Regions from separate parts of the Mus musculus genome. Here region 1 is linked to region 2. The links are chromatin contacts, called in public HiChIP or PLAC-seq maps. All regions are on one chromosome and are shown on one strand. The core of a region is the stretch at or near the end of the contact, and the rest is flanking DNA. Distances in the headings are between cores, read along the strand shown. Region 1 holds the start of B130055M24Rik (a long non-coding RNA gene). Region 2 holds the start of Ppp4c (protein phosphatase 4, catalytic subunit).

Region 1 (2,700 bases), core at 6-2,505, 660 kb after region 2:
ACTGGTTATTACTTCTTGGAATAAACAAGTATGTAACTTTTTTTTAATAGGAACCCATAGTTAATTTTAGAGAGGTTTTGGATATGATAGAGAAACTTTGAAAGAGACTAGGTATTTTAAGGAGAGTCTGAATTGAGTGTTTGAATTGAGATCTTGGAATGAACAAAAAACAAAGGTTATGGTTAAAAGGGATGGGTTTGTGTGTCATGCTAACAAGGGGTCAATTGTGCTGACTTGTTTTATGCCAACCTGATCCAAGCTAGAGTGATTTGGGAAGAGGGAACCTCAACGGAGAAAAATGTCCTCACCAGATTGGCCTGTGGTACATCCTTTTCTTTTTTTTTTTGGTTTTTCGAGACAGGGTTTCTCTGTATAGCCCTGGCTGTCCTGGAACTCACTTTGTAGACCAGGCTGGCCTTGAACTCAGAAATCCACCTGCCTCTGCCTCCTGAGTGCTGGGATTAAAGGTGTGTGCCACCATGCCCAGCGTGGTACATTTTCTTAATTAGTGATTGATTAAGGTTGACATGGGAGGGCCCAGCCCACTGTGGGTGGTGCTATCCCTAGGCAGATGTTCCTGAGTGTGTAAGAAAGTAGGAGAGCAAGCAGGAGGCAGCCTTCCTTGTGGCTTTCTGCTTCAGTTCCTGCCTTGATGTTCCTGCCCTGCCCTGCTTTGATGATGGATGTTTACATGAAAATATCAATGAAATAAACCCTCTTCTCCCCAAGCCACTTTTGTTCATGGTGTTTATCACAGCATAGAAACCTCTGACCAAGACAACTCCCAAATATGCAGCTGTTGGTCTAGGAGCACTTTGAGAGAGTTGTAAAAAAAAAAAACAAAAAAACCTTGGACTGTATTTCATCCAGTAGTTCACAAGCCTAGATGAACATTCCAATCAATGGGGCTTTTTCTTTTTTAAAGTCAAGAGTGAACCAGGGGCTAGAGAGAGATGTCTCAGTGGTTAAGGACTCTTTCTAGTCTTCCCAGGACCGATGGGAATTGGAGAAGTTCAATGGAAGCTAAGTCCCGGATCCTGGAAAGCAGTAGTTATCTTTTTCAAAGCTCAGTAATTCACTTATGTCAATGAAGTACCGTTTGTAGTTCGTATGCCCACAGTACAAGCAACCTGGTTAACTCTCATCAGACGACAAATTTAGATTGGGTCGACAGTTTAGGGCATTACTCAGGAAGGCAGTATGGTTTTCGTGGGTATTTTTCACTCACTTCTCTGGAATGTTACCCATCTCCGGTACTCCTGCGGATCTAGGGCTGCTGGTTCCCAGTCATCGGTATTTCGTTCCAACCAGGAGATGAGAGCTGGTTTGGGACCTGCGCATCCTGGGGAAGGAGAACCAGTCAGAGAGCTGGCCCGAAGAAAGGATGCTAAAAAATAAACGCCAACCCCTAACAAGCCGATCGCAGGTCAGGACCCTAGGCTCCCTGCCCCCACTCTACCCCGCCCTCAAGCTCCATCATCCCTTAGGCCCCGCGTAAGCAGATTGGGCCGGGCCTCACCGAGCGCGCCCAGGAGGCCGTAGGTCTCGCGCATCACATCCCGGTACAGAGTCCTCTGAGCGGGCTGCAGACACCCCCACTCCTCCGAGGAGAAGTACACGGCCACGTCCACGAACTTCAAGGCCCTTGGCCTCCTGCCCCTTTTCCGAGTAGGTCCAGCCTCTCCGACTGCCCGCAGGAGAAGCGGAGCCGAAGGTGGCGCCATCGGACCTGCTCCCCGGCCTTGCCACGGGGACCCGGAGACCTAGAAGCTCCGTCGGGAAGGCCCGGAGGAAATCTGAATCGGCTGCCTGAGGGGCCGGGCGGCCCGACACAGACCGTTATTCAGGGAACTCCCGCTGGAACTTGGGTGAGAGGCACCGGAAGATGCCTTCGGGGAAGATGGCGGCGCTGCTCCTGCACCACCGCTGCCTAGAACACAGGCAGGTTCCAGCTATCGATTTTATTGACCCGAACGCCATGCCGACTTCTTAACCTCCTTGCCCTAAAGTGTAATGGCGCTGCGAGATGGCTTCTTGCCTACTTTCCTCCTATCTATTGCATTCGTTTATTGGTTGGTAGCTGAAGATCGGGCGTTCTGATTGGTCATCAATGAAGGCGGCCCATTTGAATGAAGCCAACGGATTCTTAAGGGCAAGAAGGTGGATCCTGTGTCTCTAAGCCGGTTGTGAGAAGTCTTATGAATGGGAGGCTTTTCTTGTGTTCTCCAACGCTTGTTTGCCCTACTTGGAGAAGACGTTTCTACAGGTCTTCCAAAGGGAAAGTCACACAGTGACAACATGGATTTTTGAACAGCTACATCCTACGATCATAAAGGTGTCACAGCCAGGAATTCTGAAAAGTACTAGATGAGAAGGGAGCGGTGGTAAGGATCTGGTGCACAAAAGGCGCGTCTGGTAAAATTGAATGACTAGAATGGTAAGTTGACTGGTCTTGTACCTTGGGCAGCTCCTAAGTAGTCTATAGAAGTGAATGGCCTACCTGAGTACCAAGGAAGTTCGCTTGTTTAGAGGTGAGACCAATAGCTTTGGGCTTACCCTTTCTTTGTACAGTGGAATGCACATTTAGGCTACCAGGGGGAACAAAAGACAGATGGCTAGTTGATCCTTTCATTTATAATGAAGCAGGGAAATCACCCCTGTACCGTTGCTTTCCGAAATAGTGCAGCTGTGTCAACGTGT
Region 2 (2,700 bases), core at 126-2,625:
GCCTTGACCTAGCTTAGGATGACCCTAAACCCCTCATTCTCCTTTCTTGGCATCCCAAGGGCTTGGGAGGGGCTGTTGAGAGGGGCTGGAGATAGCTCAATGGTTAACAGCACCGACTGCTCTTCTGAAGGTTCTGAGTTCAAATCCCAGCAACCACATGGTGGCTCACAACCATCTGTAATGATATCTGATGCCCTCTTCTGGTGTGTCTGAGGACAGCTACAGTTTACTTACATAAAAATAATAAATAAATCTTTAAAAAAAATTGTGTTGAAGCTGTGAGTTTTTTCAAAAACTCTTCCTTTTTTGAAAAGACCTCAACTCAGTAAAATGAGCTAGTCTGAAACTCTTCTAGTGTGACCTATTTATTGTTTTTCTTAGGATCGTAATGGAACACGAAGGTGGCTCAACTCCGTCTTCCAGAATCATAACTAAAAGGATCCGTATTCACAAGATCTGGCTTCAGATTCCATTCCTTCCTTGCTGGTAATTTTGAACAATTGGAGTCCTTGTTTGTTAAACTAGACACAAAGTCATTTTCTCTTTTAAGGACTGACGGGATTGAGAGGCTTTCGCAAATCACGTTTTGTTTTCTTGCCTTGAACCATCTCCTCACTCTTTAAGAATCTGTCCGAGAACTCAGCCCCTCCAAGAAACTTTCACCCCAGCAGGGCAAGCCATTTTCCCTGAGTTCCCTAGAACTTCCTGCCACTCGCTCTTACTCCACTAGAAACCCATACACAGCCGCCCCGTGGTTCCTGGGGAGAAGTGGCTCTCCGGACCTCTCTCTGGCGACGTTTCCGGGCTTGGGCAAGCCCTAAGTTCTCGGCGGAGTTTGCCCGGCCGAGACCCCCGGGGCGACCGGCTGGAGTCCCTTCCGCGGGCTCACCTGGCCTTGGCGCACAGGGCCTTGACTTCGCTCTCTTTGATCAGCTCGCAGCGCCGTAGCTGCTCGATCTGCCGGTCCAGGTCGCTGATCTCCGCCATGGCCCACCCCCCCGGCGCGGGTCAGAGTCGGGGCCGCCGCCCCCTCCGGACCGCACAGGGGTCTCCTGGGAAAAGGGAAGGCGAGCCCGCCAATCAGAGGGTCCGTGCGGGAGGGGGGACTCGATTCTGGGACCGCCCCCCCCTCCCCTCACGGCGGCCCAGGACCCTCCGCGTCCCGCTGCCCTGGCCGCACCCCGCCAACTCCCGTCGAACCCCGCGGGCCCGCGCTAAGGACGGTGGCCTAGAGGGGCCTCGGACAATTACCGCCGCGGAGACTCCGGCTGAGTCTCTTCGACTCCCCACTTCCCTCCGCTTTGGGCCTCCGCCACCGCCGCTTCTACTTCCGGCCTCGCCGCGGAAGCAAAGGGAAACCAGTGCTCTCGCGCGCCGGAAGTGACGCACACGAGCCACGCCTCGCTGAGGCACCGGGAAGGAGAAGAGAAGTAGCCGGAAGTGGGCGGGCGAAGTTGGTTGGAGGCAAATACAGCAGTGCGCCTGGTGTACTTGTGTATGCCTGGTGAGGCGAGCCGCGGTAGGCTTCTCATCTCACATTACATTATTCCCTGGGCTGCTTCTATTACAGATCTCACGGATAAAACTGCCTTGTTCATCATTGCCTCTCCGGTGTTTAGAATAAGGCCAAGTATTGCAGATATGCATAAATAATTGTTCAATGAAAGAGCCTATCCTGGTCCACATTTCTTGCCACGGTCCCATGGAGGAGCTCCGAACCTGGGCCAGACATAGTGGCCTATTTGTAATCCCAGAACTCAGGAGGCTAAGGCTGATCGTGGATACTAGGCTGTCAAAGCTACAGAGCAAACACTTGGCGGGGGGCGGTCACCTCACGAAGATAGCATATCTGATAAAAGAACTTGTCACCAAACCTACTGACCTGATTTGGATCCCCAGAACCCATATGGTGATGAGAGAAAACACGGAGGCTTAAATCTAATTGAAAAAAAATTTTTTAAGTGTCCACTCTCTGGACACCAAGCTTTTCCAAAATAGTTCACTTTTTTTCTTGACAGGGTTGCACTGTAGCTTAGAATAGCCCAGATTTCACAGCGAATCTCAGCCCAGATATTAATCAACCACACCCAACAATGCTTCTTATTGCCTGAACATATTCCTTGAAGGTGGCAATGGGTTTGGAGGCTAGCTTGATCACAGTTGAATGCTGAAAGTCTGGAGTTTCAATCAAAGCTCAAATATGAATCCATAGCTGTACTTGGTGGTGCACGCCTTTAATCCCAGCACTCAGGAGGCAGAGGCAGGCAGATTTGGGAGTTCGAGGCCAGCCTGGTCTACAAAGTGAGTTCCAGGACAGCCAGGGCTATACAGAGAAACCCTGCCTCAAAAAGCAAAAAACAAAAATTAATCCAGAAAAAAGTGGTTTTCAGGTCTGGCTTTCACCTTTCATTTGCTGAAACTCAAAGCAACACAAACACTAAGCCAGCCCCTGGAGCTCCCCAAATTCGCAGTGCATGCAGTCTGCCTCCTTTCTCTTTGCCTTTTGCTGTAGGCAGAGCAGGTTATTGATCTTCTGCACACCATACTCCCTCTTTTTCAGTATTCTATTGTCCCTCTCAATTTTGAACAATTTTTATGTGCCTTAAGATTTTCTTATAGAGGGTGGGGAGATGGCTCAGTGGTTAACACTGACTGCTCTTCCAGCCTGCCAACCACCTGGGTTCAATTCCCAGCACCCAC

What was found. HiChIP or PLAC-seq counts read pairs in DNA pulled down with a chosen protein or histone mark.
Region 1: a contact with region 2 is called in an H3K27ac HiChIP or PLAC-seq map of thymic regulatory T cells, with 5 times the contacts expected there. The contact joins the promoter of B130055M24Rik here to the promoter of Ppp4c in region 2. A contact is called at or near these places in 2 of 39 promoter capture datasets (the C10 cell line and pre-B cells), 4 of 115 datasets of contacts at active chromatin or transcription factors (bone marrow-derived macrophages, microglia, pancreatic cancer cells and 1 more) and 2 of 9 other capture datasets (adipose tissue and macrophages).

What each region holds. Positions count from the first base shown.
Region 1 is chr7:127,447,135-127,449,834 of GRCm38.p6, forward strand. It overlaps B130055M24Rik (a long non-coding RNA gene), which reads left to right and starts at 1,256. Exons shown (of 2, transcript XR_869949.3): 1 at 1,256-2,437. It overlaps Zfp689 (zinc finger protein 689), which reads right to left and starts at 2,024. Exons shown (of 3, transcript NM_175163.3): 1 at 1,520-2,024; 2 at 1,229-1,342. The coding sequence starts at 1,724.
Region 2 is chr7:126,791,172-126,793,871 of GRCm38.p6, forward strand. Ppp4c (protein phosphatase 4, catalytic subunit) reads right to left here and starts at 1,376. Exons shown (of 9, transcript NM_019674.4): 1 at 1,252-1,376; 2 at 890-1,052. The coding sequence starts at 987.